Linked DNA regions of Mus musculus: region 1 is linked to region 2. A link is a contact called in public HiChIP or PLAC-seq data. All regions are on one chromosome and are shown on one strand. The core of a region is the stretch at or near the end of the contact, and the rest is flanking DNA. Distances in the headings are between cores, read along the strand shown.

What was found. HiChIP or PLAC-seq counts read pairs in DNA pulled down with a chosen protein or histone mark.
Region 1: an H3K27ac HiChIP or PLAC-seq map of microglia shows a contact between it and region 2, with 3 times the contacts expected there. The contact joins the enhancer-like site here to the promoter of Crtc1 in region 2. A contact is called at or near these places in 1 of 484 Hi-C or Micro-C datasets (stem cell-derived epiblast-like cells), 2 of 115 datasets of contacts at active chromatin or transcription factors (double positive thymocytes and microglia) and 1 of 9 other capture datasets (adipose tissue).

What each region holds. Positions count from the first base shown.
Region 1 is chr8:70,558,499-70,562,185 of GRCm38.p6, reverse strand. The region is part of intron 1 of Ell (elongation factor RNA polymerase II); the gene reads right to left. Among named protein-coding and RNA genes, the nearest start is that of Ell, 21 kb to the right of the region's middle. Within about 2 kb of position 1,860, at least 122 of the 459 cell types and tissues checked have an H3K27ac peak or open chromatin away from gene starts, as enhancers often do. A contact at or near this core is called in adipose tissue, double positive thymocytes and microglia, where this site is marked.
Region 2 is chr8:70,437,723-70,441,751 of GRCm38.p6, reverse strand. Crtc1 (CREB regulated transcription coactivator 1) reads left to right here and starts at 2,179. Exons shown (of 14, transcript NM_001004062.2): 1 at 2,179-2,319. The coding sequence starts at 2,194.

The DNA.
Region 1 (3,687 bases), core at 611-3,110, 120 kb before region 2:
CTGTCTTCATTCTGTGCTCAGCAGAACCTGCATAAGCAGTAACATCAGTAGAGAAGTGTATCAGAGGAACTGCCCCAGGTTGCATGTCCCCACGTGTCCTTTGTCGGGGTGACACACCCTGATCTCCAGTCAGGCTGTGCAGAAGCTGATGACAAGCATCTGCCAACTGGCATTGCTTCAGGAAGATGACCAACGCCCAGCACAGAGAACCAATTACAATGTCCACATTTATGAATCCCCCTCCTGCCCCAGCCACTCAGTTGGCTGTGACAGCAGTGTCAGGAGGTCAAGAGCAGCCTGGGCCCTGCCCTGCAGCACAGAAGCCCAGTCATGGAACTTAGGGCTCATGAAAAAGCCTGAGTGTAGAGATACACACTGTTATACTGTCAGGATCTGATCAGAGAGTGAGCACAGACACTCAGGGTAGACTGTAATCTCCAGTCCTCACAAGGCAGGCTGTATTCTCACCCAAAGCCAGCTAGGACAAGCAGGCCCAACTTTAACAAAAAGAGAGGTAAGTTCTCTGGTATACCCGCCTACTGGAGCTGTGGCATATGTCCCTGTGTCGACAGCACTTGCAAAGCTAAGGGGATGGCAGGAAGGACTGCAGGCTGGACTCCTCAAGTTTTTCTTTGGATCCATTTATCATCTGTCTTCAGACAAAAACGGGCTTATCTTCAGGGTGAAAAGTATGAAGGGAAGCAGCTGGGCTCTGCTCTGGGACTCTGCAGTAGAACTGACCTTGCAAAAAAGTCACTTTTGGGAAGTTTCTCAACAGTTCTATCAGGTCAGGAGAATCCTGAGAAGATCGAGGGAATGCATGCCTGTCAGCCTGCAAGCCCAAGACTCCCTGTGGCTTATGTCTCCACAACCTCAGATCTCAAGGTCCCTCCAACAAGCTCTAGCCTCCTCCAACAGCTTTGCAGGAGTCTTCAGAAGGAAATCTCACTAGGGCATCTATCATCACAGCTCTAATGCTCAGACAGTGACCAGCTTGGTCTTGAGCCCTCTGTGAGGCTTACACAGAGCTATGAAGCCAGTGTTCCCACTGTATATTGCTCTTGCAGCTGTCTACCTGGCTGACTCCTGGTATGCTGACAGCCTTGTCCTAACAAGGTGGTATCTCATGGTCAGCAGGCACAGTGGGCACAAGTGTTAGAAAAGCCCATCTAACAGTGCTAACTCCTGAGCTGACAGCCTAGCATGGGTTGAAAGGAGGTACACAATGACACTGACCACACATACAGCTCTGGAGTCCTCTGACCCCTAGCCACCAGGCACAGTTGGGTCCTGTGACTTGCTGGCTGGTTCTCCAAGAATAGCTCTTCCTGTCTCTAGAGTGTTTTAAGAACTCCAGGCACAAAGCTGCATCAGAACACACATGGCCCTCCTACCCACCCACACTCCACACATGGGTGCACATGCACACACATAGAGAGATAATCTGTGCACAGACACACCTACTTGCTTTCCCAATCCTAGACAAAGGCTGGTCTCTGGTGCACGAGTCAGAGACACTTGGGGGGGTCTCTAGAGAGGGGTGTGGCCACAAGCTCCTGAATTCAATACCAGCTTATCAACTGCCTATAACTGGATGCTTCTCGGCCATTCTGGCTACGAGGAGGATTTCAACGTACACAGCGCCAGCCAGGGAGGAAAGGCCTTATAGGAACACGAGTTCCAGAATGGTCCCAAAGAACCTGGAACCTGTCCCACAGGCAGATACTTAGATGTCACAGGACTCACCAGTGTGTCTTGTGGAGAGAGGCAGTCCTCATCAATGTTCCATGTGCATCACACTCAAGAGAGCTGAGGCTCAGGCAGCTCAGCAGGGCAGAAGCGCCCTCCAGAGGGCCCAGAGTAGTAGGATCTACAAAGATCAGGCCTACAGCAGCCAGACACACTTCCTCCTTCCTTTGGCAACAGCCTTCTTCCTGGCTTAAGTTCAAGGGCAGGAAGCAGCTTTGCTGAACACTCCTTGCCCTTGGCCATGAGGGCAACCCAGGAGCCAGATGGCAGGAGTTGACTCTCACTGTAGTCTATGACAACAAGTCTATGCCCATGATGGTGAGACGTCATGGCAAAACTGTGAGACAATGGCCAAAGCTATTGACACTACTAAGTGCCAGCTAGGACACAATGGAACTCTCAGCACCACTGTGCAAATGTGGCATCACCACTGCCACAGGTGAAGTCTCCTTAAGATGCTACCTTGAGGTCCCAAAAGTTCACTCCTCTACACAGCCTCAGGGGAGTGGAGGTCACAGAAAGAAGGCAATGGCACACACCTACTCCTCACACTCAGGAGGCAGAGGCAGGGTATGGGAAACTTAAGGCAAGGCCTCTGTACATCAGAGGCCAGCCTGGCTATATGCTATCTCCAACAATGCCTCAAGCAGAATGGAGTAAAAGCACTGGCCAGACCAGGAAGGTGGCTCCTAGGAACATGGATGAAAACACAGACACAGCGATGTACATCTGGAATCCCAGCACTCCTGTGGCCAAAAAAGTACAGACAGGAGTGTGTGCCTGGAGAACAGGATCGATTGCCTCTGAGGGACAGAGCCAACCACTCCAGAAGGGGCTCTTCTCTGCTCTGTTCTGAGACAGAGGTTCACTGTGCAATGCTGACTGACCTGGAACTCAAGACCAGGTGAGCTCCAAACCTGATGATTGCTGGGATTAAAGGCACGTGTTAAAAGTGGAAAAACAAAGATGTCCATGGTTTTTCAAATCATGTGGGTACATGTGTTTCCGGGGTTGATGGAGCACATGAATGAACTGTTTTATCATATAATGGGATAGATGGACCCTAATGGTACAGACCCAGCATCCTCAGTACCTTGAAGGGGAAAGGCCACCCTAGGCTACAAAGAAGGACCCTGTCTCAAAAATACCCAAACAAAGGCTGGAGATATGGCTCAGAGGTTAAGAACACTGGCTGCTCTTCCGAGGTCCTGAGTTCAATTCCCAGCAATGGTGGCTCACAACCATTTGTGATGATATCTGGTGCCCTCTTCTGGCCTGCAGGCAGAACACTTTATACATAACAAATAAAACTTAAAAAAAAAAAAAAAAACGAAACAAGAGGCTGGAGAGGTCCAACAGTTAGGAACACTTACTGCTCTTGCAGAAGACCCGGGTTCCATTCCCAGTACATACATGATGCTTATAACCATCTATGGCCCCAGTTCTGGGAGATCCAATGCCCCTTCTGAGCTCTGAAGGCACCAGGCACATGGTGTGGACATAGACTCAGGCACACATACATCAAATTAAATAAACATTAAATAACAAAAGGGACATGCCACAGGTGGAAACGCAAAACTGTCATCCCAGCACTCCAGAGGAGGTAGAGATGTGAGTTCAAGGCATCTTCCACAAAACAGACTTCAGGACTGGGCTAGGTGAGCCTGTTTCAAAAGCAATCAGCTGCCTCAGGGCATGGGGACTGAGAAGGAACAGAGGGTAGGCATGGGAGAGTGGAAGAACTGTGCACGGTGCTGTACCAAAGGCTCAGAACTCACCAGACCTCACACAAACAATGCACATACGAGCTTGTTTGTTTGGACATGAATAGTTCCCACAAGTTCAGTGTTTGAACACTCTGTCCCTGCAGGTGGTGCTGTGTTAAAGGTGGCATCACCAAAGGGTGGGGCCTAGCTGGGGAAGGGGAAAAATGTGGGC
Region 2 (4,029 bases), core at 930-3,429:
CCATCCTGGGAGGCAGTGACCAATGGATCCAGTCGTCGTCAGGCCATTGTTCCACCACTCTGGGGGATAGGACTGATAAGTTACAGCCAAGGCTGTGGGGTGAATGGAGTGAGGACACAGCCCCCAGGTGGTTACCTGCTGACCTCTACTCCCTCCCAGCCCATGTCTGCTCTGTTCTCCTGTGTCTGTGATGGGTTCCCTTCAGACCAGAGTAAATGGCAGAGACAGCTGGTGTTTATCAATGCACATTAATTTCACTAAAGCCTTCTAAAGCCATGGGAGACAGCCAGGATCACAGTCAGAGCCCAATTATAGCCAGGGGTCCCCCTTCCAGGCAGCTGTAGGCTTTGTCTGTGCCTTTGACCTCTCAGGACAATAGTGAGAACTAGCTGGTAGACAGAAGTGTGTCCCATCTCCCCTCTTCCTGGCAGAGATGGTGGTCTCAGGCATTGCCAGGTAGGAAAGATGGACCTAAGTAAATTTGGAAGGACACAATGGCCCCAGTAGCGGAAAGGCCTGTGTCTCCAGCTTCACACAGTTCAAAGTCTTACCACCTTGAGGCTCTGTTTTCCTCTGTGTGGTCTGGGTTTCATACAGTCTCCTTCAGCACAGCATGTGTGTGTGTGTGCATGTGTGCCACAGACATGTGTGCCTTTTTCTGATCCCTTCTACTTCTTCATGTGAAGCAGAGCATCCCACTGAATGGAACGTGAGGCTCCCCTTTCAGTAGAGTGATTGGCCAGTCCCCTATCTGCAGCACTCAATGGCCACGCCAAACTTTAATGTGTGTGCCTGTACAGCAAATGCTAGCATAACGGAGCCTTCTCTCTAGCTCTATTTGTTTTTATTTATTTATTGCTTGCTTTTCTTTTCTTTTTTTTTTTTCTGAGGCAGGGTTTCTCTGTGTAGCCCTGACTGGGTAATCGCTTTGTAGACCAGGCTGGCCTTGAACTCAAAGAGAACTGCCTGCCTCTGCTGGGATTAAAGGCACGTGCCACTATGCCTGACCTTAGCTCTCTAATTTTTCTTTCTTTCTTTTTTTTCAAGACAGGGTTTCTCTGTAGTCCTGGCTGTCCTGGAACTCACTCTGTAGACTAGGCTGGCCTGGAACTCAGAAGTCTGCCTGCCTCTGCCTCCTGAATACTGGGATTAAAGGTGTGTGCCACCACTGCCTGGCAATATTTTTAAATTTAAAACATTTATCTATGTATCTCTGTGTGTGTGTGTGTGTGTGTGTGTGTGTGTGTGTGCACATGCTATGTGTATATTTAACTTCTTGCCAAGGCCAGAAGAGGGCGTTGGATTTCTAGAACCTTAGTTGCAAGGGCATATGAGCTATTCCATGGGATCACAAAGTCAGGTCTTTCTCGAGGACAGCAGGTGCCCTTAGTCTCTGAGCAATCTTTCCATCTTTCCAGAGAGCCCCCCCCCATTTGTCTTTTTTTCTCCGTGTCCTGTGTCACAGGCTGGTTTGAACTCACTCTACAGGTAAGGGTGGCTTGAATTCCCCATCCCCTTGGCTCCAGCTGGTCGTACCATCATGGCCAGTACTGTCTTTTTTCTTAGAAGGCGCAGCACATTTCTCCCATTTGAAACTTTATTATAAGTGTGGTGTGTGTGTGTGTGTGTGTGTGTGTGTGTGTGTGTGTGTGTGTGTGTATTGCTGGGGACCGAACCCCGGCTTCTGTGTGCCAAGTCAGGCTCTGCCCAGGAACTGTACTTTGGGACCCCTGCTCAATTCCTGGTAGGAAGTCTGCTCCCTTCCCCGGCTGTGTAGCCCAGGGCCCACTCTGTTCATGCCTGTGCCCTGGAATACAGCAGGCGCGCCAACAAGTCCTCAGCGAATGCTGGAGTCCAGTGAATGCAGGCATCAGTTCTGCCGTGTCCTCTGCCACTCAAGTCCCTCGCTGATGGGACAGGACCCGGACCGCTGTCCAGCGAACCACGCGCACTGCAGTGCGCCTGCGTAGGCACGCCCCTCCCAGGCTCCCGACGCGTTGCCCAGGCACGCGCAGGCGTGTTCACCCCAACGCCACACGCCTCTCCCGCGCGCCGGCGCCACGCTCTGGGCCGTGCTTGCGCCTGCGCGTTCTCTCCGGCCGTGGGCCCGGCCGGCGCCTGCGCGGTGGCTCCCGAGAGTGGGGGGGGCCAGGAGGTGGAGGAGGAGTAGGAGTAGGAGGAGGCGGCGAGAAGATGGCGACTTCGAACAATCCGCGGAAATTTAGCGAGAAGATCGCACTGCACAACCAGAAGCAGGCGGAGGAGACGGCGGCCTTCGAGGAGGTCATGAAGGACCTGAGCCTGACGCGGGCCGCGCGGGTGAGAGCGCGGGGGAGGGGAGGGGAGGAGGGAGGGGAGGAGGAAGAGACGCGGGGGCGGGGCTGCGGCCGCCGCAGGTGTCCCCACGCCGCCACAGCGCTGAGCGGCTGCTCGCGAGATTGCTCTTTGGACTTGACAGGTGGTCCCATCGCAGCTACCTGAGTGGACTGGTGTCATCTATTATTGTTGTCTGAGGGGACATGTGCCATCATCATAGCTATCAGAATGGACACGTGTCACCCCCCTGATTGCTACCTGATGGTACAGGGACTGCATCATTGCTACCTCGTAGGACCTACGACTCCATCATTGCTACCTGAGGGGGCAGGTGTCACCCTTCATTGCTACCTGGTGGGGCAGGTGTCACCCTTCATTGCTACCTGGTGGGATAGGTGCCACCATCTTTGCTACCTTCAGGGAGAGTTGTTCCCTTAGTGTTATCTGTGTGGATAAGTGGCCCCATTGTTGCTACCTTGAGGGGATAGTTGTCACCCTTTATGCTACTTGAGTGGACAGGTCTCCATTAATGCTACCTGAGTGGACGGTTGTCACCCTTCATTGTTACCTAAAGGAAAGGGGTCCTTTCATCGTTATTTGAGGGCACAGTTGTCACTCCATTGGCACCTGAGGAGGAGGTGATACTGTATCATTGTCACCTGTGCCTTCCTTGGTACTCCTACTTCTGCCGTGAAGGAGATGTTATCCCTCCTGGATAGCTGAGGATATCCCTCCTCCATGTTTGGAGTCAGCATAGAGGTGGCTGCTTGGTTCCCATGCATGACAGGGAACAGCTGCCAACAGACTGGGTGGCTGGGCCATTTGACAGGCATAGCTGGCCTTGCTAGGTTCTTGGCCAAGTGGAGTGGATGCGGAGCCTTATCCTTCCATGTCAAGTGTGTGTCATCAGACTTTCCTCAAGGGTGAAGGAGGTGATGCTGGTGTGTGGCATGTTCTGCACACCCTCAGACCTGGGTTCTGAGTCCCATGTGACCTGCCAGGGGTACTTACATGAGGCTTGGATTCATCAGTGGGCACCTTTGGGTCAGGTAATCTTATAGTCAGTTGCTTGTTTCTCCAAGATTGTGGCATCGTAGGCGAAAGTGAGTGATTGAATGTGGTGGTTTTCTCACTTTCAATCAGACTCTGTCCCCAAAGCCCTCGGGGCGGGGGAGGGGGGTGAAGGGGGGCATGTTCTCCCTCAGTGTATTGAGAAAGGCATTGAGAAAGGGCAATGAATGAACAAATAAACAGTGTATCATCTGCCGGGTGGAGATGGTGGTGCACAACTAATCCCAGCACTCGGGAGGCAGAGGCAGGATGATCTCTGAGTCCAAGGCCAGCCTGGTCTACAGAGTGAGTTCCAGGGCAGCAGGAGCTACACAGAGAAATCCTGTCTCCAAAAGCCAAACCAAAACAAACAAAAAGTGTTACCATCCCTGTGTTACTTACAGGGCAGTTGAGTTTGCTTCTTGTTTCTAGCACATAGTAGGTGTCTGCATACAGTTGGTGTCAAATGTTTGCAGTGTAACCAGAACAAAGAGTTTCATAGTTGACGTTTTGATGGACATCTGGTTTCTTCCTGGGATTGAGAGTGAATGATGTGGAGGAGGTGACTGAGGCAAGGCCTCGTGTAGCACAGATGAGCCTTGATCTCACTGAGGAGCTGAGGATGCCTTTGGATGCTCCTGCCTGCACTTCCTGAGCCCTTAG